Regions from separate parts of the Mus musculus genome. Here all the other regions are linked to region 1. The links are chromatin contacts, called in public Hi-C and HiChIP or PLAC-seq maps. All regions are on one chromosome and are shown on one strand. Each heading gives the region's core, a stretch centred on a gene start, on an enhancer-like site or on the middle of the called end of the contact. The rest is flanking DNA. Distances are from core to core; before and after follow the strand shown.

Region 1 (3,285 bases), core at 255-2,754:
GTCCAATCCCCTTAAACTAGAACTACAGATGGTTGTGAGCCACTGTGTAGGGTCTGGAAATGGAACTCAGGTCCTATGTAAGAGCAACAAGTGCTCTCAACTACTGAGCCATCTTTCCAGCCCCCAACTCAATTATATTAAAAAGGAAGTCTCTACAGGACAATCTCAGGGCAAGAGAGGTAGGGAATCTAATCTATGCATATAATCTAACTGTTTCTGTTGGGAGTGGAACGGGGAGGGATGAACACCGCACAAATATCAGATTAGAAAAGTGGGTGTCTTGATCGCCTCTGATACATAAATACAGCTTTAAATTACAAATTTCTAAATTAGTGAGTCTCCTTGGTCTGGTTTGCCAGGGTCTCACTTGGCAAGCCCAAAGTTGGCCACCCACTTGCTGACCTCTGCAGGGCTGGGATTATAATCACGCATCACATCACAGCATACTGTGACGAATCTGCATTTGAGTATTTGAGACAGGGTTTCTCTGTGCCCCGGCTGTCCAGGAACTCACTGCGTAGACCACAAAGGCCAGTCTCTGCCTCCTGAGAGCTGGGATTAAAGGTTTGTGCCCCACCCACGAACCTGCTTCTTTTTGGTTGTTTTGTTTTTTCAACAAAAAAGGGTTTCTCTGTGTAGACCACGATGGCCTTGAAAATCACAGAGATCAGCCTCCTGAGTGCTAGGACTAAAGATGTGCACCAGCCACCATTCCATACAAATACCTTATCTGTTTCCAGTTTGTCTTCATCACAGGGTACCGCCCCACCCAACACACATTAATAATTACTGAATTTCCCAAGGTTGCTTATCGTGAAAAGATCTCCATTACCTTACCAATTGAGGACTCTACTGAAATTGGAGCCAAAAGGGAACTTCCCACAGGCTTTTGTCATGGGACAGCCCTGAGACTACCCGCTAATGGGCAGACATCTCAAAAACATTTTACTCCCCACTCTAAACATCGCAAACCATAGAAATGGAACTATTAGACGTTTATGATCGAACTGCCATTTACACATCTTAATGGCTTCAGGATACTCTCTAGCACATCCAAAGGCACCCAGGGAGCCTTGTTGCCCGGAATATGGGGATCCCATCCTCTCTGTACACCTGCAACCCAAAATCTGGCGAGGGAGCAGCAGCCCACTTCTCCCTCAGTTATGCTTCTTTCCGGTAAAACCACTAAGCCTTCGTGACAGCAAAAGGAAAGAGAGATGTGAAGTAACGAAAGAGGTTCCCAGATTTCTCCGTGAGGTTGATAGGATGTGTCCCGACTACTCTACTCACCAGGAAAGCAGAGAGGATACCCTGCAGGGCGTCCAGCTTCTCTTCCTCCTCCTCCTCCTGTAGGACGCCAAGGATGTAAGCGGCGTAAACGGCTCGGTCCACTCCCAGCGCCTCCAACCGTCCGTCAAGCCAGGATCCAAAAGCCCCGCCATCGCCTTCACCGAGGACTGCCGCGGCCACTTCGCTGGGCGCCGCCATGCTGGGGACAGGGTCCTGCCGGACCCGAGGGTGCCTACCGCAGTGCCTGTCGGGCCGCGCCACTGGGCCAGCGCGCATGCCCGGAGAGGGATCCTCCACCCCTGCGCGCCGGGCTGTGATCCGCGGTTTGAGGTATCTTTATGTCCTCGCAGCTAGCGCTTCTCGGTGTAAGCGTGGTCGCATGGGCACCCAGGAACACCGGCAGGTGAGTTTTGAACCGGTTCGTTATAGTTGGCAACGATCGGATTCAGTGTCATTGTCAGACACGTGACAGAGAGCTCAGAGGACTGCTCACCACGGATTCCAGCAGTTCTGCTCTGCGCCCGGCAGGTTCTTGTGGAATGTGAAGCCAGGATGCCCCACTGAGTCTTGTGTTCCGGAATACCACCTTCACTGCCATTCCAAGCCGCCTTCCCTGAAAACCCAAATTTCAGAAAACGTTCTCTGACTCATTTCTGTACAGAGACACATAGCAGGTTCTCAACAGTTAAACATGCAGCCTCGGAGTCATTGCTTTTAATTATTGCTTCCGTGTTTCCACAGGTATACCTTTGAGGACTGTCTTAGAGTTTCTGTTGAGATAAGACACCATGGCCAAAGCAACTAGGAGAGAAAAGGTTTATTTCAGCTTCCACTCTCAGGTCACGCCCCATTACTAAGGGGAAGTCACAGGAACTCAAGGCTCGAACCTGGAAGCAGGAGCCTTGGAAGATTGCTGTTTAATGGCTTGCTCCTCTTGCCTTGCTCAGATTGCTTTCTTCCACCATCTAGGAGACACCTGCCCAGGGGTGGCACCAGCCACAATAAGTTGGGCTCTCCCACAACAATCACTAATCAAGACAATGTCCCACAGGCCAATCTTATAGGAGGTCGTTCTCTAAATTCCCCTCTTCCCAAATGACTGTAGACACATGACAGCCAACCCAAGAAACAAGTTCTGTCCTCTGCCAGGGACGGTGCTAAGAGGTTCCCATGAAGTATCTGTTGCCATCTTCCCAACAACCCAGCGAGGAGATGCCTTTATGTTCGATTAAAAGATAAGGAAACTGGAGCGATGGCTCAGCTGATAAGAGCACTGGCTGCTCTTCCAGGGACCCAGTTCAGGGGATCTGGCACCCTCACACAGACAAACATGCAGGCAAAACATCAATGACATATATATATATGGGTAAGGAAATGACACACCATGAGAGAGAACCTAAGAGGGGACAGAACTCTACCAGCAGAATGCCAGCTCTGGCCTGAGGTGGGCTAGACTCAAACTACAGAGGAGGAGGAGGAGGAGGCTGTGCAGGGGCCTTTACTCTGACTGCTTGCTTCACTGGATACTTACTGAATACATTCACCACAACACTGTTACAGACTGACAATTCAAAGATGAGTGGCTCAAAGATCTGTGTTCCCTATGGGACCAAACAGTCCAATGGGAATAGGTATTTAAAGAAATAATAGAAATAACGACACTTTAGTGACATAATTCTAAGTGTATGGGTGTTTTGCCTGCATGTTTGTTTGTATACCGATGTGCCTGATGCCCTTAGGGAGACCAGAAGGGTAGGCAGATCCCGTGAAACACAGATGTTTGTGATCCACCATGTGAATGCTGGAACTCAAACAAGGGTCCTCTGGAAAAGCAGCCAGTGTTCTTAGCATCTGAGTCAACTCTCCAGCCCAGAAGTAAATAGGTGATTGTGTGGAGATGGTGGTATTAAGACAGAGTCTTGCTATGTAATCCAGACTTGCCTGGGACTCAATCTATTTCTTTTCTCTGAGCTTGTAAACCTCCTGACTCTGCCT
Region 2 (3,285 bases), core at 407-2,906, 470 kb after region 1:
TCTCAGGCAAGGCCCAAGGTCAAGGCTAAGGAAGATGGAGGTAGGCATAGGGCAGGTACCCTTCCTATAGGCTCCAGGAGACCCTGTTTCCACCCACCCTGGAAGTCCTTGCTCAGGACATGAAATGAGACTATCTCTCCCATGGTGACAGGGGCGATGGTGAACTTGGCAGGAGGAAGGCTTTAATCAGGTCAAGCTGGGGAGCGTGCAGGTTTGTGTCTGGTTTTCCTCATAATTAGATAATTAATTTCCCAGTTCCTGCTGAATCCTTTGTCAGTGGCTTTGAGTATGAACTAGAGAGGTGGGAATGACCTAGAGTAGCCATTTAGAGCCCCTGGGCTGGCACAGAGAAAGTTCAAGGCTCCCTCAGTGTAGGGCACCTCACCCCATGGACTGGCAGAACAGGGAGGGGCTGACTCAAGAGCCCCACAGATTAAGTGGGAGAATTAGAGGTGTTAATTCAGGATGGAGTTCGAGCCCCGGTTATGAAGGCCTACCCCTTCTCCACTCTCCTACCCTAAATAAGAAGAGTCCGAGGCTATAGATTTTTGGATATGAACAGAGAGGCTCGTTTCTGCCCTAATTATCTGTGTGGCCTTGGACAAGACCCCTTGCTACAGCTACGGAAAGGCCCCTTGTTACCGTTACAGAAACAAGGACATCCATACCTACCTTTGCTGGTCACTATCACAGAAATCTTTCTGTAACTATCAGATAGCCAAGATTGTCATTCTTCAGCCAGCCTAGGTCCCTCATGGTGACAGTGTCAAGATTTTCCACCCATCTGAGGTGCCTGTTCCTCCCCCAGCCTAGCAGCTGCCTTTAACCCTTCTTAGTGCCCTACTTCTCCTTGGCACCACCACAGTGATCTCCAGGTTCGCCAACCTCATTTTTCCACGAGTGCCCCCAGTCTAAAACTGCTGAAGATGCTGGCACAGTCACATCTGGTCAGGTCTCAATTGACCTATGTCATTGTCCTCCAACCTGTTTGCAGATAATTCCCTCTGGTCCTCAGATCATCTCTGGGCCCAACGGAGGAGAGACACAGAGGTGGGGGGCCTGGAAGGGGGTTCCCATCTTCTTAGTTGGGGACCCCAAAGGGGGACCCCCAGCAGCAATTACGCCCACCAACCGCACCTCAGCGCCACCTTAGGTTTCTAAGGCGCGCGCGGATTGGTTGGACAATCTTCCGCCCGGGGGTCTGCCTCCTCCAGGCTCGGGCCTAGGGACCCCCCTACTGCCGGGCTTAGGGTGGAGAGCTGCGGTTCTAGGACCCGGAGGCGCCGGGCGAGCGCGCCGCTGTGTTCTCGGCCTCGCCTGGGTCGGCTCCGGCTCGGGCAGGTGCATCGGCGGCCGCCCCCTCCGCCGCAGGTGCACTGCTCGGCAGCCCCCAGCCGGCGCGCCATGGCTGCGGAGGACCCCCGGCCGTCGCCCGCGCCCGCCCCCTCCCTGCAGCCCGCCCCCCTGGGGCCGGGTGCGCGGCGGAGAACTGCGGTTTGCGCGCACCGGGAGCGGCAGCAGAAGTTCGAAAATCGCCGAGGGGGGAGCCCGCGCCGCAGCTTCCTGCCCCCGGCCCAGCCCTCTGGCCCCGGCCGCCTGCAACCCTACTTCCTCCCCGAGCCTCGGTCGCCGCCCGCTCCCTCGGACGGGGCCGCCGCGATGGGACGCCGCGCCCCGGCCCCTGCACGCCGCTGAGCCGAGAGCCACCTAGCCAAGCCTCGCCACACAGCGCTGCCCTTCGCTTCCAGGCTCCCGGAGCCTAGTCCGCGACCCCCAGGGAAAACTGGATCTCCGAGGCTGGAGGCGCCTGGCCGGCTGGGTGGGGACCACCATGGGCAACGCGGCTGGCAGCGCCGAACAGCCCGCGGGCCCCACCGCGTCGCCCCCGAAGCAGCCAGCCGTCCCCAAGCAACCAATGCCGGCGGCCGGGGAGCTGGAGGAGAGGTTCACGCGGGTCTTGGTGAGTGTGACCTGATGCGCACCAGGAGCCAGGGATGACAGGGGCTCCGCATGCGTCCCCGCCTCTTGGGACTCAGGTGCGGCTTGGAGATCCCTGGTCCACCTGCTGTCCCTCCAGAGGGGTAGGAGTAACACTGTCATCTTTCAGAGTGACTTGGCACCCCCCCCCCCAAGAAACTTTCTTTAGCCCCCTCCAGGAAGCTTTCTTAAGAGACCCCCCCATCGACCCCCTTCCTATGCTCCTAGTTCTAAAGGTGTCAAAAATGTCTCATAAGGTTGAGTTCCAAACGCGCCCCAGGTGGGAGGGGGCTGGCGCCCACTTTTCCACTGCACGCAGGCCCAGCGGCTGGGTGCAAGTCTGGAGCGCTTTGCCCTTCTGCGTCTCAGGGTCAAAGAGGAAAGGGGTTATAATTTAACCTTCTGGAAGCTGTAGACCTAGTGGAGCCTTCAGTCCTGGGTTGTTCTGGTGTCTGGCGTAGGAGTTGGACTCTTAGACCCTCCACTTGTATTTATCACCCCCACCATGTCCCGGAATGGGTGTTTGCAGTCATTCCCTCATCATGGACCACCCCCAACCACTGAAAGGAGTAAGCTTAGGAAGGGTGGGGCCAGGATAGGCTGGTCATTCTGGCTTGGAGTGGAACAGAAATCTGGAAGGCTCCCCTCCCTCTTGGCTGTCACTTGCTTGGGAAACTGGGGCAGGCAAGGGTGGGTTAGGATGGAGTAGCAGCTGAAGTCTGGGCCTCTGGGAGGGAGCCATCAACTCATCAACTCTGAGCATGGAGTTAAGTGGTTCAAAGTGTTTCTGATAGGGTGGGCTGTGCAGGCATTGGGAGGCAGAAGTAGGGGAGGGGAAAGGCCAGTCTTTTTCACTTCCTCCTCTTCACCCCAGCACTCTTTCCTGCTGTCTTCTGTAGGTGGCTGCCCAGTGGCATCCCTGTTAGGCATCCCTGGCTGGACACCGGGTGACAGTGGGGAAGGCTGGGCTGTTTCCTAGAGGCATTTTCCAGTCTCAGTAGGCTGATGTTGCAGGTCTGAGGATGGGAGTCCAGAGGAGGCTCACTCTGGATGCAAAGAAGTGCTGACCCTCTGTCCTCCACACCTCCTGGATAGCATTTCCTCTCTCTGGCAAGCGAGCGAGTCAGTAGGCCTGACTTGCTAGATCCTTTGCATGGTCTCAAAGGGGCAACAGTTCCTGAGAATCCTGGCTTCGGAAGGAGAGGAGGAGCTTGGGGGGACCTCTGAGATGGGGCGGGGTCTCTCCTTGTGAAGGCACAAGTGCTCAACTTGGGGACAAATAGGGACTCTGAGGGACATTTCACACTA
Region 3 (3,285 bases), core at 473-2,972, 450 kb before region 1:
AAGAAAAGGGCATTAGCTGAGCACAGAGGCGCACACATGTAATCCCAGGAGGATGTGTCAGAAGGGAATGTTCTAGGCCACCCTTAGCGATGAGACCTTTTCGAGGAAGGGAGGGTGGAGAGGGAGAAGCAAGAAGTATGCTAAACTCTTTAATGACTGGGTTTGAGAGCAGTGGAAACTCAGACCGACTAGGAATAAGTTCAGAAATGGAAAACCTGGGTTCTGGGATGTAGGCTGGAAGCAGATCAGAGGACTCAGACAGAGCAGGATGACAAGCTCAGTATAGGGGGAGGGTCCCAGCACTGTTAATTTTGTTTAACCTGGAATGATAACAGCCAAGAGTCCTGGAGTACTATGTGATTCCAGGTATGACCCTGACCAAGCTCACATGCTCACATAGCAAAGAGGAGGTAGAGTTGAGAGCCTATGACCCAGCTATCGAGACTTCAGCATCTACAGTTTAACTGCTATACCATTTTGCTTCCTAGAATTCCAGGGGACTGAGGGTTTTTTTTTTGTTTTGTTTTTTGTTTTTTTTTTGGTTTTTTTTTTTTTTTTTTTGACAGGGTTTCTCTGTGTACCCCTGGCTCTCCTGGAACTAACTCTGTAGACCAGGCTGGCCTTGAACTCAGAAATCCGCCTCCTTCTGTGCTGGGATTAAAGGCGTGGGCCACCACCACCTGTCTGGGACTGAGTTCTTGACTAGAGGCTTCAGGAAGACAACCCCCCTATAATTATGTGCAAAGCATCATGTGTTTGTACACATGTGCCTTGTTCTGAGGAAGAATCCACCAATTTAGTCATATTTCTATGGCTCAGACGGCTACTGTGCTCTGAGGAAAAGACACACCCTGTCTTTCCCGGATCTCTTCATTCAGTCTTACTTGCCTTATATGCTTGAGCCAGGCCTTACCTTCCAGTCCCTGCATGGCCTCCAAAGTAATTTTGTTTATGTTTTTGTTTGTTCGTTTTTTCTGCAGTGTATGTATGTATGGTAGCTGGGACCAGAGTCTTGAAGACGCTTAGTACAATGTTGACCATTGGAATGCACTCCCAGCTTTCAGGCCTATTTTTCTAACATGCAAAGAAGGCACACATTTTTCTGTCGTAGAAACTCTTTAGGGCTGGGCGTATTATTAGCTTAGTGTTGAACATTTGCTTAGCACGTGCAAGGCCCAAAATCGTTCAATCCCTCCTCATTCACCAGAGGATGATGGCGCATGAGGCTCTCTACCTTTTCCTGTCTCTACCAATCAGCTTGGCCTACAAAGTGTGAACCCCCCCCCCCCCCCCGCCGCCCTCCCCGGTTCCATCCCTAGCACCACATAAAACCAGCCACCCCAGCGTTTGGGAGGTAGAGGAAGAACAATATGGAGTTAAGGTTATTTTCGGCTACAAAGTGAGTTAGAGGGCAGCCTGGGCTACACGATCGGCTGCGTTCTGGTGAGGATGAAGTCACTCTCAAATCACCAGTGTGCTCAACAAAAAAAAAAAAAAAAAAAAAAAAAAAAGAAGGGAGAATAAAGTGTATAAGATTTCTCCAAGCTCCCTTTCAACCAGAACGTGGCAGCCGGCTGGACTAGAGGGACCGCTTGGGGGCGACCGAGAGACCTTTGATTTTCCCTTTAAGGCTGCGGCGGAAGGCCCGAGGAAGAAGGACTTTGTGTCGGCAGGATAAAAATTGGTGCCTTCCCTTTAAGGGGGCGGAGCTATTGTTTTGGCGGCGGCTTTGAAAGCCGCTCTGGGTGCACGTTCTTAGGCGCCCCTCTCTCAGTTTCCGCTGCGGTCTTAAAGACGCTTCTCTTGGACCTTGCTCTGGGAATGCGACCGGACATAGTTCCCTACTCTACGTCTGGGTCGAGTTGGAGGTGAACCCTTGAGTCTGACACGGCCGGGCCGACCCGCCGGCCCGAGCCCACGGCCTGTCGTTATGGTAATGCCGCGTCTAAGCCGCCCGGGCTCTGGGGAGGAGGCGTTCCAGCCCCGGGGAAGCCGGACTCCGGGTTGGGCTCCGGGCTCGCTAGTCTGCTAGGACGGGATCTGCCTGGTAGAGACTGAGTGTAGTCTGCAGACCTGGGGGCTAGGTAGGAAGGGCGCGCAACGCGCAGGAGACCTTGTGAAAGGTACCTCCCCCGGACATACAGACCTACAGACAGACAGAAAAATAGTCATCAATCCCTGCGAGCCCAAACGTCACTGGCTTTTGGAATCTTTGCCCCCAACCTCGTGATCTTGGGGTGACTAACATTCAACTCTCCTCTCCCTCCTTCCCTTCCTCTCCTCCTCCGCCTCCTCCTCTGTTTTTATTTTTTTGGGAGGAGGGTGGGTCCTTGAAACAGGCTTTCTGCCCCTGGCTATCCTGTAACTCAGTATGTAGATTAGGCTGGCCTCGAACTCAAAGTTCTGCCTTAGGCGTTCTGGGAATTAAAGGCAGCAGCTACCATGCCACACGCCCTCAATCCCCCACCAAAAACCCAGGCTGTGGGTGTGACACTCGTCTGAGTCTGCTGTCCAGGAAGAAGAACCGTAGACTGGGGCAGTCCACACTCTTGGCAACTTTGCCTTTGGCTTTGGTCCTCTGTAGAAAGAAATCACTGGCTTGATCCTCAGAAACAAGGGTTTCAGGCAGGGTCCTTTCTTGTGTTGGACCAACCTTTGAGATTCTGTTGCAGAATACTCAGGCCTGTTTCCAGAGGTGGTGTAGGCAAGTAATCCCATCCTTTGGGAAAGGAAAGGGTCAGGAGTTCAAGGTCAGGGGCTGGGGAAGTGGCTGAGCAGGTAAAAGGTGGTTGTCTCTGATGCCTCAGTTACATCCCTAGGACCCATAGGGTGGAAGAAGCCGACTCCCTCAAGTTCTTTTCACCTTCACACCCATGCAGTAGTGTACCCCACCCCCACTAAATCAATCATTTTTTTTATATAAGATTTGAAAATTACCTTTATCAACATAATAATGACTTGAGGCCAACTTGGGCTACTTGAGACCCTTATGCTGACCCTGCCTTTGTCTCCCTTAGCAGTCGCCTCTCTTTTACTATCTCCCCTTTCTAGGAGTAGTTCAGATAAACTGTGTGTGTGCATTATATGTATATATGTGTATATATATATATTTTTTTTTTGGTTTTTTTTTTTAAAGAAAGTATTTTTTTGGTTTTTTTTTTTTAAAGAAAGTTTTTTTTTTTTTTTTTTTTGGTTTTTCGAGGCAGGGTTTCTCTGTGTAGCCCTGGCTATCCTGGAACTCACTCTGTAGACCAGGTTGGCCTCGAACTCAGAAATCCGCCTGCC
Region 4 (3,285 bases), core at 375-2,874, 400 kb before region 1:
AACTCTTGTGGAGACGGCGCTCTGACTGCTCATAGCACAGCGGGCGGCAACACGGCTGCACACATGGAGGTGGGGGTGTTGGTGTGAGTCCAAGACACCTCCAGAGACTGCCACCTCCCCTCCCCACCTCCAAGCCCAGGGCTTAATCCTGGCATCAGTGTGTCTCCCTCCCCAAGGCCCCGTTCACTAGGTCTAGATGGTCCTTCAGGGCCTGAGAACCAGAGGTGGCCTAGTCCTTCCCAGGCCTAAGCTCAGGCCCTGAACTGTACTGCCTTGCCAATCAGACTCTAGGTCTATAGGAGGCAGCAGCTCATCCCAGGTACCCAAAACTCAAACCCCTCTTTGATACCCATGGTGCAATGCAGCAGGGGGAGGAGAAGGAACTCTAAGGCCTCAAAGCAAACCCACAGGGTGTGGCAAAGAACTGCACAGACTCCTCAAGACAACCCCCGTTTCCCTAAGGGCTGTCATAGTCACCTCTGCTTTCAGCCAGGATGTCCACTTGGGGGGGTACTGCTACCAGAAGTAGGAATGGCCCTAACACCCTACAACCTTCACCCCACTCTGTCTTCTCTTAAAATAAGCCTGCCACTCTACGAGAGGAACAGAGCCCAGAGAAGCCTACAGGCAAAGGGCATTTCCAGCCACCAAGAACGTGAGCAGAGGAGAGCCCCGTGGTACGCACGCGAGTGGGCACTCCCCTTACCTGTTCTTTTAGATCGCACCCTCCCTCCCTCAGGACCAGCCCGGAAGTCTCTCCAAGAGCCCCAAAGTCCAAAAACCCCACCGTAGGATTCAGAAACAGTGCCCACAGTTCGGGGCCCCACTGAAGAGTGGGTACGAGTTTAAGAAGCTGCCGGCCTCGAGTGGGGTGGGGACTGACAAATGAGCCAGGGGCACTGGGAAGGGGAGCAGGCCGTGTCGCGGCTCTTCTCCCGTCCTTGCGGCACTGCTGCTGCATCATACCGACTGGGGGGAGGAGAGCCGAGCCGCCCATAGGCCGGCGGCGGGCCGGGACAGACCGACCCCCAGAGAGTAAGCAGAGTGGGACGCGTCCCGACCCCACTAGGTCGCCGCCTGCCCAGATCCCGGACGGGCCGGGGAGAGGATTCCGGGAGGGTGTCTCTATTGTCCCGGGGGCTGGGGCCTGGCTCCCTAACAAAGGCCCCGCGCCCCCTCCCCGGCCGGCCCTGCCCCGCCCAAGGAGGACCCAGCCAGGGGGAGACCGGGGGGCCCCGGCCCGGCCGGGAAGCCGGGGAAAGCCGGGCGTTTCCGCGTCGGCCCTGGGGGAGGGGAAGGGGCGCTGACCCAGACCTGGGGGGAGGGGGCCCAAGCCCCGCCTCGGGCCCCGCCCCCCGCCCCCCGCAGGCCCCTCCCCCGTCCCTGTTCTGTACTCACCCCGCCCGGGGGGCCGCGCCGGGGCCCGGCGGCCTCTCAGGGCCGCGTCCTCCGGCGGCGGCGGCGACGGCGGCTGCTCCGGAGCCCCATGTCCGTCGGTCCGTCCTCGCCTCTCCCCGGGGCCCGGGGCCCGGGGCCGGGGGGTCGGGCTGCCCCCCCGCCTCGCCGCCTCACCGGGCGGCCATGGCCCCTTCCCCTCCCTTCTCGTCCCGTCGCCGCCTCCTCCTCCTCACCTCACCCCGCCCGCGCGCAGTCCGCGCGCCGTCCGCGCGCCCCTCCCCCCGCCCCCCACTCCAGCCCGCCTCTCCCGGGCGGGGGGTGCGGCGCGAGCCCGGAGCGCGCGCGCGTGCCGCGACCGGAGGATGGATGGATGGAGCGAGCGAGGACGCGAGCGTGCGCGCGCGCGCCCCTCTCCCCCCTCCCTCGGCGCGGGCGCGAGGCCAGGCGCGAGCGCGCTCCAACCTCCTCCTCTTCCTCCTCCCGCCCCTCCTCAACACCCCGCCCTCGCCCTCCCTTCCTCTTCCTCCTTTCGCTTTCGCGCGCCCAGCGACTGCTCGCGCCTGCTAGAAGGGCCCGAGCGCGTGCATCTGCCCCGCGGCCGCAGCTCGGCAGCATTTGCTCCAGGGGGCGGGGACCGGGAGGGGAGGAGGGGCGCCACGCCGCCGTCCAAAGTACCGGCGGACGGGACCTGGGGCGGGGAGATGGGTGGGGCCTCCGTAGACGAGTCCGGCCAATCGCGGAGTGTCCTCGGCCCGGGAGGCCCAATAGGCTCGAGGTGGGTGGGGCAGCGTTCAAGGTGAGGTGCGCGGTGCGCCAGGGGCGGAGACTTGGTGCCGTCCCGGCCGGCTCGGGGGCGGAGGCAACGGGGTGGCGTCGAAAGAGAGCGCCGGCTCCCAGCCGAGCCTGGGACGCCTTCCGGCCCAGGCATCCCCGCCCTTCCCGCGGGGTTCCCTGCTCTGCTCCCCGGTCGCTCCCCCACTTTGACCGCGAGGCATACAGTCAGTTGTGTGAAGAGTCTGGGCTTGAAATGGGGTGCAGTTAGGCGCTCAGGAAGGAACAACCTTAAAAGGGGCTGGTCTGCATTCGTTCTCTGGGTTTCGGAGTGGGTCACCAGCCACCCCAGGCCTCCGAACCGAAAAGAACCCAAGGGAGAAGGTTCACTGCGGAGTGCAAGCTGCGCCCTTCTGAGTCGAGCGCGCTCCCGCCCTTATCCTAATTTAGATCCCACACCTGCTCGCCTTTCCTGCTTCCGGAGCCCACGCTGGACCCTCCACCTCTCAGACAGACTGCTTAGCACTGGCCAGACTCTGCCTACACTAAAAGCTGCTCCGCTGGGAGTGGCCTTACCCTCCATCTCTCGCCTCTTTAGCTTCGGGAGGAAAGGTCCTTTTCTCAGCCACCCAAGGTGTTTAGATCTGCGCTCACATGTACGTGGCCGTGTCTACAGCCTCGAGACTTTTGCGTGCCAGGCCTCTAGCTTCAGATAAAATTAAACTCTGGAATCACGTACTTTGAGACCATCTTTGGTTCTTCGCTCTTCAGCAAACATGTATGGAGGTTCTTGGTAGATATTTCGAAGCGGATAAGACCACACGTTAGTTCTGAATTTAACTTGGTGGACCAGGCAAAAGACCTTCTTACGCCTCTTTTGTCCATTACCAGAGGACATAATGATAGTACCTATTTCATAGGAAAGACTTAACAATTAAGTTTATGCCTAGCCACTCCTTTTACCACAACAGAGAGAGGTAGAGAGAGGCAGGAGGATCTCTGTGAGTTGAGGCCAGCCTAATCTACATAAATACTTCCGGGGCTACATAGTGAAACCCTGTCTCAGAAACAACCGAAGCTAACATGGCATAGGAGAGACTCTTAGGTGTCTGGTAA
Region 5 (3,285 bases), core at 319-2,818, 400 kb after region 1:
AGAGCTGCCCCAGGCACAATGCTCATGGTGAGGACATCCAATACATTCTGGTGGAATGAGGAAGAGGAGGGCACAGCTGAGAGGGAAGCCGGGGAGGCTGGCATCTGGGACCCCTGAGTTCTGTCACCAGGTTGACAGTCCTGAGAAACCACTTCAGTTTCCTGCACTTCACAGTTTATAAAATGCTCCTTGTTCAAGCCCAGGGAGTCCCATTTTGCCGAGACTCTGAGCGTGTAGGTTGGGATGGCACACAGTCTGAGTGGCCCCGACTAGATTCTTTGATGTCTGAGTCAGTTTCCTCCTCTGTGAAATGGGGTGCAGGACACCTACCTCAGGAAGGTGAGCTTAGCACCACACCTGCAAACCACAGCGGTATTGAGCCGACTCGAGGGCTCCTTGAAGACTAGTGACTTCCCTCTCACCTCTGAAATAGGAAGCTGGACTGTTTCGCACCATTGCCCCGGGTCTTGCCAGGGCTTTGTTACTGCTGGCAGAGAAGACCTGAGGGTTACAGGGCTGGCTTGGGTGTCTAGAATCTCGCAGAGGCCATCTGTAAACAGCCCCTCAGGATCAAGAACAGCAGGTGCTGTAAGATGCCCACAGACCTCAAGTAGCACTTGGGAGATGAATGTACGTACCTCCGCGTGCGCGTGCCTCTGCCTCCCGAGTGCTGGGATTAAAGGCGCGCGCCACCACTGCCTGGCATTGTATTTTTTTTTTTTTTTTTGAAACAGAGTCTCATAGACCCCAGACTCATACACACACACACACACACACACACACACACTTTACTTTGTAGCAGAGAATGACCTTGAACTCCTGATCCTCCTACTGACACCTCGCCAGTGCTGGGAGATTAACAACAGTAAGTCGTTGTGATACTGGGGATCTAACCCAGAGCTAAGAGCTCTACCGATTGAGCTACATCCCCAACCTAACTCCAAGCTTTATCTCTCAGTCCATTCTCCTCACTCTCCAGCAACCCTATCCATGCCCCGAGTCCCAAATTCTCACCCCAGCACGGCCCCGCGAGCGCCTCCCGGTGAGAATGCACCGGGGGCATCCAAGCCTTCTAAAACAGCCTGGAAGTCTGATGACCCCAGGTGTGAACCCCAACTGGAACAGTGCTGGTGCTCCTGGTCAGATCCTCCCCAATTCCAAGCACCCTGGCAAACCAGGTGGCCCGTACACCCCGCTCCGTCCAGGTTGTCCCTAGAGACAGTGCGCGCCCACCCGGACCCATCCTTGTGTGTCACTGACCCATCTTCTTCAGTGCCCGTAGCCCAGGCCTTTTGGTGCTGCTGTCCGACGACGCGGGCGAGGGCGGGAACGCGAGGGGCGCTGCGACCTGGGCGGACACCCGGGATTCCTCCGGCGAGCGGCGACTCCTTTTCCAGCCACCGCACAGCATGGTCTCGAAGGGCCCAGGGCCAGGCCCGGGATCTGTGCGTGAGAACCGGGCAACGGGAACACAGCCCGCGGCGCGGTCCGGAGCTAAGAAACTTAGCGGCGCCCTAGGAGTCAGGAGGAGGAGACCTCGGGAGGAGGGAGAGAGGGAGGGACGAGGTGGAGGTGGGCGGAGCGAGGCCGAACTTAGGCGGTGCGAGGCGCCTGCGGGACCCCAGGCCTGGAGCTGCGCGCCCTGGTGTCTACGCGTTCGCCCCTACTAGTGAGTCGGTCTTTCCATTTCCTTAGAGGTCCCCGGATCTCCTTTCTACCATTGGCCAGAGTCCCTGTTGAAGGGAATTGAATTTCCCGGAGGGATAGGTTTGTCCTCCGGCGCAGACACATTTTTTCTGGGAACTCAGGACCCTAGTCCATCCACCTTAGCCGGGTCCCTTAGGGAGCCAGACAAGGGACAGATCTATAGGAGATCGTCCCGGGCCACAGGGTCCTAGTACGGAGGAAACCCATAGAATTCTGAAGCAGAGCTGCGCAGGAATGGGGACGAGAGGCTCGGGCAGTGACGTCATGAATTAATCTCCGGGCTCGGGGCCAATAGCCAGTCCTCAAAGGTGGATGCCTTGCGGCCAACCGATCTGAAGACTAAGATGAGACTAAGTTTAGAGTTCCAGAAGCTTGGTACCCCAGAGCGACACTCCATCCTTGGTCAAGGGATCTGCACAACACTCTGCCAAGGTGTTGATGACGTCAGCCAAGGAAAACCTCCTTGTACGGGTGCCGGTGTAGTGTTAGACGTACCCTTGTGAATGCGAAAGGGTGGAGTGTGCATGTGGCTTTCAAGCACGAGCTTTGGATAGGGGCAGCGAGCTGGTCGAATATTGTCACTTGGACGCGACCTACAGCCAGGCTTCCCACGCTAAAAGTAGCGAGTTTCGGGTCCTAGAATCTCCATCTACTTGTCCCGCTGTATTCTTTCCTCATTTATCCAAGTCCCGACAATTCTTCATACTAGCTTAAGTCCCCATCACCACTGCGATCTTAAATTTGCTTACTATTTGTCAAACCTTCGCCTCTGCTTGATCTCTTGATTCCTTCCAGGAGTGTTCCTTTTTTTTGTTGTTATTTTTCTGGTTCACTCTTACTTTTTCCAAAACTCAGCTCCAGTGTCCTTTCTGCGGAACGCCGGGCTCCAGGACTCTCCTCTATTGCCAGCGTAGACGTGTTCCAAGAGCTGAGTCGAGGTGCCTCGGACAGGCGGAGCCCGCATCAATCAACCCACTCCCGTGGGTTTCCACCAGGGGGCGCGAGGACTCTGCGACCATCAGTGTGTCCACCGGGAGGCGCTGCAGCCCGCCTCGGGCTGTCGCGCGGTGCGGAGTGCCACCCATAAATTAGCCCCGCCTGGCTGGGCGAGGCAGGATAGCATTATTTGCATAATCTTGAAAGAGCCTTCCTTACTGGTTAGGGTATAAAAGACCAATACGAAACGGTGCCTCTGGTTGGCTTTTCTCCTAGCTCTGTATCCCGCCCTATCCCTGCCCCTCTGGAACAAGAGGTCAATCGGAAGCCTCTGGTGAGTGATGAGAAGAGGACCCTGGTGTCCTGGCAGTGGGCGCCTAGGGGTGAGTGAGAGGCTGGGGCGCGGGGAGCCAGGGTTGAAGGCTGTTCGTCCCATCCTGACTCCTCCTCGTTCGCTGATTCGCCTGTTCAGGAATTGGAAATGGGTGTCTAGAGAGGTGCATCCGGGGACGTACGTGGCTCTGAGACCCTTGCCACCTGCCTCCCCTCCCACTCATGGCCAAGTTGGTGGTCCTCGCCACCCTGGCCTCATTGGCGCTGCCTTGAGGTAGGAGAAGGAGCCTTCTCAGCTCAACTTCTGGC
Region 6 (3,285 bases), core at 261-2,760, 380 kb before region 1:
CGCAGCGCGGCCTCTGAGCTCCCCGCTCCGGCGGCTCCCTTCTCGGCTCTGAGCGCGGCGCCCTCCCCCGCTCGGCCGGGCACAGCCGCAACTCCCTCCCGCGGCGGCAGCGGCTCCTCCTCCGGGCGCGGCGGCGGCGCTGGGGCGGCGGCTGCTGCTGCTGCTGTGGCGGCGGCGGCTGTGGCTGCTGCCTGCTGCTCCTCGCGGCGAAAAGCACAAAGCACAGCGCCCTCCGCCTGCAGGCAGCCCGCCCGCCCGCCCGCCGGCCCCGGCCTCAGCTCGCACACCCCCCGCCGCCGCAGCAGCCTCCGCCGCCGGAGCGGGGAGGAGGGAGAAGGGAGGAGGAGGAGCGGGAGGGGGGGCGGGAGAAGCGGGGCAGCGAGCGCGTCCTTCCCCGTAGAGCGCACACCGACCCCCGGGGAGCGAGCGCCAGCCCGCCCGCCTCGCCGGCTCCGCTCCCTCCCACAGCCTGCCCGGGCGGGCTCCGCGGGGGGCAGCTGGGAGGAGGGGCGGGCGCTGGGGGGACCCGGGCGGCCGAGGCGGAGGCAAGGAAGGAGGGGAGGGGGGTGGTGGTAGTGGCGGCGGCGGCTGCTGCTGTTGCTGCCGCCGGGGAAGGGGGGGGCCGGGACAGGGAAGACACGCAGCCGCCCGGATGGCGGCGGGGCTGCGAGCCGAGGCGGGCGAGCAAGCGGGCGGCTAAAGCGACCTCGCCAGCCCCGCGGGGGAACTAGCAGGCTTGGCCGGCGCGGGAGGAAGGGAGGGCCGAGGTGCGGCGGTGGAGAGGGTGGCCGGCGAGCCTCGCGGGTGCCGGCAACCCTGCTCTGGAGCTCTCTTCCAGGCTCTCCCAGCTTAAGCTCGGTTTCCCGGCCTAGTCCTCATCTGCTCCTCTCTCCCGCCTCCGGGAGCGGGCTAGCGACCACCCTGGTCCCCGGAGCGTGGCTACCGGCTTGGGACTCACGCTCCCGGATCGCGGTGCGAGGTTTCGGCGCCTACCTCTCGGTTCCCTTATGCTCCGCAGAACACCCGTGAAACTTAAAATATATATTCTTAGTCCCCTAAACAACAAAAACCTCTCCCGTCCCTCCTCACACCCGGGAATCGGCCAGGAGCTGCCGACCCCAGCGGAAGAGTCACTCTGGGAGCCGGTTCAATCCAGCCCGGCATGGCTATCCAGGCCTTCCCGGGCGCGTGGAGGACGGAGATTGGCGCCGCCAGAGAGCAACCCCTTTCCCCCGAAATCCGCGGCACCGAGGCTTACTTACCGAGCAAGTGGGTGCTAGTGAGGGCCGGGGGCGCCAGGCAGCACGGCAAGCGGAAGAGCCGAGCCGCAGCTCCGCAGCTGCCGGCGCCCGGGCAGCGAGTCTCCAGACAAAGCCCGAGATGGCGAAGCGGAGCGACGGCTAATGGCGAGCCCCACGCGCCGCGCTCCGCCCGCCCCGCTCCGCCCGCCCGCCCGCCCGCCTCGGCGCAGCGCAGCGCAGCGCCGCTCCGAGCGCTCGCCCGTCAGAGCCGCCTTGGCGCCGCCGCCTCCCGGGCCGCCCCGGCCTCGCCTGGCCCCTCCGCCTCCTCCGGGCGGCTCAGCCTCACCCCTTCCCTCCCACCGCTCGGGGGCTGCACGAAATTTTAAAAAAAGGAATAGTAAAAAAAAAAAAAAAAAATGTTTTTTGCTTTTTTTTTTTTTTCCAAGGCAGATGTTTTTCGACATTTAGCTCTTTTTTGGCTCCCAGCTCCCACTCACCTGCGGGGCCTCCGGCAGGGCTGGGGGCGGGGGTGCGCGGGGCTGGAGCCGCCGAGCGCGGGTTGAAAGCTAGCCAAGCTCTGCAGCGCCCGACCCGGGCGTGTACGCCGCCGCCAGTCCCCGCAGAGAAATCGTCCTCCTACCCCCGCCTCCATCGCTCTGCGTTTCTCTTCCAATCAGCCGGTCGCTTGGCGGCTCCTCCAGTCTCCGGCCAAGCCAGCTGCCTAGAGCGAGCTCCACTCCATCTGCTTGCCCGACTCCTCGCTCTCCTGTCGGGGCGGGCAAGGCAGCTTGAGGCCGGAGGGGGATCTGTGAGGGATCCTGCCTGCTCCCTCTCCCATTGCTCCATCCTTGCTGTCTCCTGCCTCCTCCTCTCCTGCGTTTTTCCAACTCTCCCCTGTCGCCACTGGTGTGTGTCTGTGTGCGCAGGTTTTCTCTCTCTCTCTTTTTTTTTTTTTTTTTATTGCTTTGCTTTTGCAACCCTGAAGCTAAAGCGGGATGGGGGCGAAGGGGAATGTTACAAAAAAGAAAAAGGGAAAAAAAAAAGCCTCCTAGGTTTGCAACGTATGAAAATACCCGGGAAGTACCCCGCCTCGTTTGGGTCTCGGTGCCCGGCGAGGGCCTTCCGGATTTCAGAGCCAGTCTTGGGTTGTTCTCGATGTCCCCCATCTTCACCGGCCGTATGATCCGAGGAGTTAAGAACAAAAAGTTCACCCCTGTGTCGTAGTAGGGTGTCAGTGGGAGTTGGGGAGGTTTTTCAAGAAGCAGCGGAACGGCCATCCCTTTACCCTGGGCTTCAGTAACTAGGCCGCGACCGGGGTAGGGGTTTAGAGCAAAATCCCAGCGCGTTTGTGCGAAAGAGCTGGAAGGGGGAAGTCGGAACCGGGAACGGAGCTTCGTGCGTCTCCCCCTCGGTCTCTGCTTCCAGTTGCCTGCAAGCTCCCCCTTTAATTTTTTTTTTTTCTCCTCCTTTCCTTTAATCTAATTTCTTCCAACTCCACCTTTGTTGTTACCGGCGTCACGCCTGGATCAGCCAATCCCCTTCTCGCAATCAGCTTGTCAAAAAGGCTTGGCCAGCCCTGAGAAAGCAGGCCGCGGGCGCTGTCCCCCCACCCCGGCGACGACGGGGAGCCCACAAGAGAGCTCCGCACCCCGGTTTAAGGCAGGATTTGAGCAGCCCGGCAACCACAGATCTAACCTCCCGTATTCCACCATCCAGCAAGTCTGGGGAGAAAAGGCCTGGGCGTGTGCCGCTTTTTAACCTCCCACTGCCATCGGTTCTAGTGGTCTTTACCTCCCCTGCTAGTGGGCTGAAGGGATATCAGGATTAGTTGTAGGGAGGCAGAAGGCAATGTGAAGGACGCTGGTTTCCACCAGGTCGGCCCACGCTTGGTTTGTGTCATCACTCCCCGGGACACGCCATGGCTCCTGGCTCCTCGGGCTGCCACAATAACACTGCTGTTGCTCACATCTCAGCCAGCTGGGTCGCACAGTCTCTTTGGACCATTTCTTGGCACACTGCCTTCTCCATCCACAGTTTCGTTGCT
Region 7 (3,285 bases), core at 556-3,055, 350 kb after region 1:
AGGTCAGAAAACACACGCTCTAACACCAAAGGTAAGCTAGGTCAGGTGGTTAGTGTTACTGTTCTCCTCAAGAAATAGTGCAACATTTGCAGTACTTTGTGGGTTAGGAGGGCAGAGCCAAGTCAAATACCAGGAAGTAAAAAGACAGCTGTGTCCAACAGCATTTGTCTATGGAGGTGAGAAGCGAACATAACAGGCGTTTCCTGACTTAAGTGGTCTGTGTCATTATGGGTAACCACTTATAAAGTGAAAATAGCCAGGTGTGGTGGCACGTGCCTTTGATCCCAGCATTCAGGCAGCAGAGGCATCTCTGAGTTTTGAGGCCAGCCTGGTCTGTAGAGTGAGTTCTAGGACATCCAGGGCTATTTATTACACAGTGAAACCCTGTCTCCAAAAACCAAATTAAGAGAAAGAAACTAAATCCAGGTGGGCCTGGCATATGCCTTTGTTAAACAAAATTTGTTGGGTGATCATGTGAGGCCAAGAGAAAAGACTCAGTGGTTAAGAACACTTGTTCTGGTGGAAGGACCGGGCGCAGTTCCCAGCACTAGGTGGTGGCTGGCAACCATCCATCCATAACTCCGGTCCCAGGGCTCTGACCCCTGCAGCTGACCTCCATGGGCACCAGACATGGGGCATATGCAGGCAAACACGTTTCTGTGACTGTGCCTGCTTGTGTTAGGTGTGTGTTTTCCCTCAGAGGCTAGCAGAGGGCACCGCACCGTGCACCACATCCCCTGGAGCCGGCCTTGCAGGTCAGTTATGAGCCAGCTGGCATGGGTGCTGGCAACTGAAGGGAACTGAAGAACAGCCCTGCTCTTAGCCACCGAGCTGTCTTCCAGTCACCATCCAAGTAGGGATCTAAGGCAGGTTCCTTGATGTTTCATCGCATGTTGGCACTCACAGTGAGTACAGCGTGCCCGTGTGAGGTCACGTGACACTGCCTGAACTACCTCAGATTCCGTACATATTTAATTTTCAGTTTGTGTTTGGTTTTACTATTGCTGAATTTTCCTGACACCCCCACACTTTGACTTACATACCCGAGGTTACAATTCAGTGTCAGAAGCTTCGGTCTGTGTGACTGTTATGTGACCTGAGCAAACCTTCAGCCTCTCTTCAGATCTATTCTGTCTAGCTGCCCTCTTTCCTTATCCTGTTGTGGAGAGGCTCTCTCTCCCCTCAGTCCCGTCCCACTAAGGCTCAGAACCTGCCTTCCACCTCACGAGTGCGAGGCTGTTCTACTGAGTGTGCCCCCTCCAACACAGAAGTTAAATGTCTGAGGACAATTGGAAGTTGCTTAAAAGTACTTGGAGGGCTACATACCTGTAATGCAGCATTGGGAAGCTGAGACAGGAGGAGTGCCATGAGCACAAGGCCAGCCTTAGCTACTTAGTATTCTCCTGTTTTTAAAAAAAAAAAAAAGATGGGCAGGGCTGGTGAGATGGCTCAGTGGGTAAAAGCACCGAATGCTCTTCCGAAGGTCCAGAGTTCAAATCCCAGCAACTACATGGTGGCTCACAACCATCCGTAACAAGATCTGACTCCCTCTTCTGGTGTGTCTGAAGACAGCTACAGTGTACTTACATATAATAATAAATAAATCTTTAAAAAAAAAAAAGATGGGCAAACCAAAATAAACAAAACCTATTAAGAGGGAGAGCTTGCGTGTCTGGCTTTCCTCTCCAGCCCCGTCTGGTTTCAGTTCCTGCCTTCATCTCGGCTTCCGAGCTCCCCACAGAGGAGGGTTGGGTGAGAGGGAGACTTCCCGGCTGCATCATGCAGGAGGGTGAGTCAACCCAAAGGCATCTGGAGGGCTCAGAGCTCTGATGCCCCGACCTGGCAGTTAGCTGGCCCACAGGCCTAGAGGCTGACGCTGGAAGGCTGAGAGACCCTGGCTGCTAGAGCAATCATCTGACTGAGGAGTGAGGCCAGTGCACTGTTGTTGGTCTTGACACAGAGGCAGGCTTATGCAACCTTACAGATCTCTAGTCAGGGAAGAGTGTCTGGGCTGGAACATGACGACACCCTACACCAACCAGGAGACCGGAAGCTAAATTAGCTGTGATGGGTGTTTGTCATTCAGGAGCCTGCCCGAGAGTTAAAGGATTTCCAAAGATGAGGCACCTTGGATCCTAGAGATTACTCTGAGGTTTTGCTGTGCGCTCGCCCTTACTAGGGACCAAAGACTGGAGAGAGATTGCAGTTACAGAGCGTAGAGTGTTCGTCAGCTGCAGGGCTCCTAGGGACCGGAGGAATTTACTCTGATATAATTGTTTCTTTCTGGGACAGGATCTGTGTTGCCCAGACTGGCCTTACACTCACTGTGCAGTGGAAGGTAACTTTGAAAGCTCTGGTCCCTCTGCCTCTCCTGAGTGTTGGAGTTAGAGGCTTGTACCACTCTGCTGGGTTATGTAGTACTAGGTATGACACACACAGGCAAAGCAGCCACTCTACCACCTGAACCTCCTCGATAGCCTTCCAGTGAGTGTGTTCAGTGAGCCCCTTCACGCACGCTGTGGGCAGACAATAGACTTGCTGTGCTCTTCTTCTAGGTGAAGTGGTAAACACCCATGGTCCAGTCGAACCTGACAAAGACAACATTCGCCAGGAGCCCTACACCCTGCCCCAGGGCTTCACCTGGGATGCCTTGGATCTGGGAGACCGTGGTGTGGTGAGTAGGCCTGGCTTGTGGGTGGGACAGGACTCTTAGGAGATGAGCCTCAGAGAGCTGAACAAACCCCATCCAGTACTTCCTGGGCATGCCCAGACTCTACAGTAAGAGCATGTCATAGGTGTAAGGGTGAAAGTTGACTTCTGAAGTTCCTATTGTGGAACCTTATTTTTTTTTCTTATTTTGTTTATTTATTTTGCTTGTCATTGGTTTTCTTTTATTTTGTTTTGTATTGGGGGCAAGTTGTCTCTCTCTTACGTAACTGGCTATCCTGGAACTCACTATGTAGACTAGGCTGGCCTCGAACACAGAGACCACCTGCCTCTCCCTCCTAAATGCTGGATTAGAGGCATTTGACACACTGCCTGGCTTCTTGTCCGTACCTTGCTTGACTTGTGACCTGGGCTGCTGAGGGTCCTGCCCTCCACGCCTTTCCTCAGTGGCGACCCAGCACCTTGTGCATTTTTAATAATGGTTCATGTCTTGAGAAAGCACTCTAAACAGTGAGCTTCAACCCCAGTAGCTGCCTCTTTATTGTTGTTATATTTACTAGTGATTTAAGGTGAGCTTGCATGTGGGTATGTGACTGTCCTATTCAGGACTTTTGTTAC

What was found. Hi-C and Micro-C count contacts between places; a contact is called where the count stands out from the background. HiChIP or PLAC-seq counts read pairs in DNA pulled down with a chosen protein or histone mark.
Region 2: a contact with region 1 is called in a FOXA1 HiChIP or PLAC-seq map of pancreatic cancer cells. The contact joins the promoter of Fmnl1 here to the promoter of Ccdc43 in region 1. A contact is called at or near these places in 3 of 115 datasets of contacts at active chromatin or transcription factors (embryonic stem cells and pancreatic cancer cells).
Region 3: a contact with region 1 is called in an H3K4me3 HiChIP or PLAC-seq map of bone marrow-derived macrophages, with 4 times the contacts expected there. The contact joins the promoter of Hrob here to the promoter of Ccdc43 in region 1. A contact is called at or near these places in 1 of 39 promoter capture datasets (hippocampal neurons), 1 of 115 datasets of contacts at active chromatin or transcription factors (bone marrow-derived macrophages) and 1 of 9 other capture datasets (adipose tissue).
Region 4: a contact with region 1 is called in an HNF4G HiChIP or PLAC-seq map of pancreatic cancer cells. The contact joins the promoter of Atxn7l3 here to the promoter of Ccdc43 in region 1. A contact is called at or near these places in 1 of 484 Hi-C or Micro-C datasets (natural killer cells), 10 of 115 datasets of contacts at active chromatin or transcription factors (the SCID.adh cell line, bone marrow-derived macrophages, embryonic forebrain and 5 more) and 1 of 9 other capture datasets (adipose tissue).
Region 5: a contact with region 1 is called in a Hi-C map of CD8 T cells, with 6 times the contacts expected there. The contact joins the promoter of Acbd4 here to the promoter of Ccdc43 in region 1. A contact is called at or near these places in 1 of 484 Hi-C or Micro-C datasets (CD8 T cells) and 4 of 115 datasets of contacts at active chromatin or transcription factors (embryonic stem cells, memory CD8 T cells and pancreatic cancer cells).
Region 6: an H3K4me3 HiChIP or PLAC-seq map of bone marrow-derived macrophages shows a contact between it and region 1, with 2.9 times the contacts expected there. The contact joins the promoter of Ubtf here to the promoter of Ccdc43 in region 1. A contact is called at or near these places in 5 of 39 promoter capture datasets (the HPC-7 cell line, cranial neural crest, hippocampal neurons and 2 more) and 4 of 115 datasets of contacts at active chromatin or transcription factors (bone marrow-derived macrophages, embryonic stem cells and pancreatic cancer cells).
Region 7: a contact with region 1 is called in a FOXA1 HiChIP or PLAC-seq map of pancreatic cancer cells. The contact joins the enhancer-like site here to the promoter of Ccdc43 in region 1. A contact is called at or near these places in 1 of 484 Hi-C or Micro-C datasets (cerebellum), 4 of 115 datasets of contacts at active chromatin or transcription factors (the SCID.adh cell line, embryonic stem cells, pancreatic cancer cells and 1 more) and 2 of 9 other capture datasets (adipose tissue and liver).

Annotation. Positions count from the first base shown.
Region 1 is chr11:102,696,221-102,699,505 of GRCm38.p6, forward strand. It overlaps Ccdc43 (coiled-coil domain containing 43), which reads right to left and starts at 1,505. Exons shown (of 5, transcript NM_025918.3): 1 at 1,291-1,505. The coding sequence starts at 1,488. Gm34392 (a long non-coding RNA gene) reads left to right here and starts at 1,559. Exons shown (of 2, transcript XR_389053.1): 1 at 1,559-1,620; 2 at 1,720-1,994.
Region 2 is chr11:103,169,482-103,172,766 of GRCm38.p6, forward strand. It overlaps Fmnl1 (formin-like 1), which reads left to right and starts at 1,657. Exons shown (of 26, transcript NM_001077698.1): 1 at 1,657-1,960. The coding sequence starts at 1,832. Gm51919 (a long non-coding RNA gene) reads right to left here and starts at 1,095. Exons shown (of 3, transcript XR_003949776.1): 1 at 673-1,095.
Region 3 is chr11:102,247,160-102,250,444 of GRCm38.p6, forward strand. Hrob (homologous recombination factor with OB-fold) reads left to right here and starts at 1,723. Exons shown (of 10, transcript NM_153544.3): 1 at 1,723-1,933. The coding sequence starts at 1,931.
Region 4 is chr11:102,295,005-102,298,289 of GRCm38.p6, forward strand. It overlaps Atxn7l3 (ataxin 7-like 3), which reads right to left and starts at 1,625. Exons shown (of 13, transcript NM_001098837.1): 1 at 1,399-1,625; 2 at 1-55. It overlaps Gm33851 (cyclin-dependent kinase 13-like), which reads left to right and starts at 1,385. Exons shown (of 2, transcript XM_030246466.1): 1 at 1,385-2,173; 2 at 2,620-2,913. The coding sequence starts at 1,761. The coding sequence ends at 2,692.
Region 5 is chr11:103,100,120-103,103,404 of GRCm38.p6, forward strand. Acbd4 (acyl-Coenzyme A binding domain containing 4) reads left to right here and starts at 1,569. Exons shown (of 11, transcript NM_025988.2): 1 at 1,569-1,669; 2 at 2,563-2,977. It overlaps Plcd3 (phospholipase C, delta 3), which reads right to left and starts at 1,539. Exons shown (of 15, transcript NM_152813.3): 1 at 1,261-1,539. The coding sequence starts at 1,411.
Region 6 is chr11:102,317,586-102,320,870 of GRCm38.p6, forward strand. Ubtf (upstream binding transcription factor, RNA polymerase I) reads right to left here and starts at 1,511. Exons shown (of 21, transcript NM_011551.7): 1 at 1,263-1,511.
Region 7 is chr11:103,049,651-103,052,935 of GRCm38.p6, forward strand. Nmt1 (N-myristoyltransferase 1) reads left to right here. Exons shown (of 12, transcript NM_008707.4): 4 at 2,556-2,674. Gm42090 (a long non-coding RNA gene) reads left to right here. Exons shown (of 2, transcript XR_003949775.1): 2 at 1-45. Among named protein-coding and RNA genes, the nearest start is that of Gm42090, 3.6 kb to the left of the region's middle. Within about 2 kb of position 1,806, at least 174 of the 459 cell types and tissues checked have an H3K27ac peak or open chromatin away from gene starts, as enhancers often do. A contact at or near this core is called in adipose tissue, embryonic stem cells and pancreatic cancer cells, where this site is marked.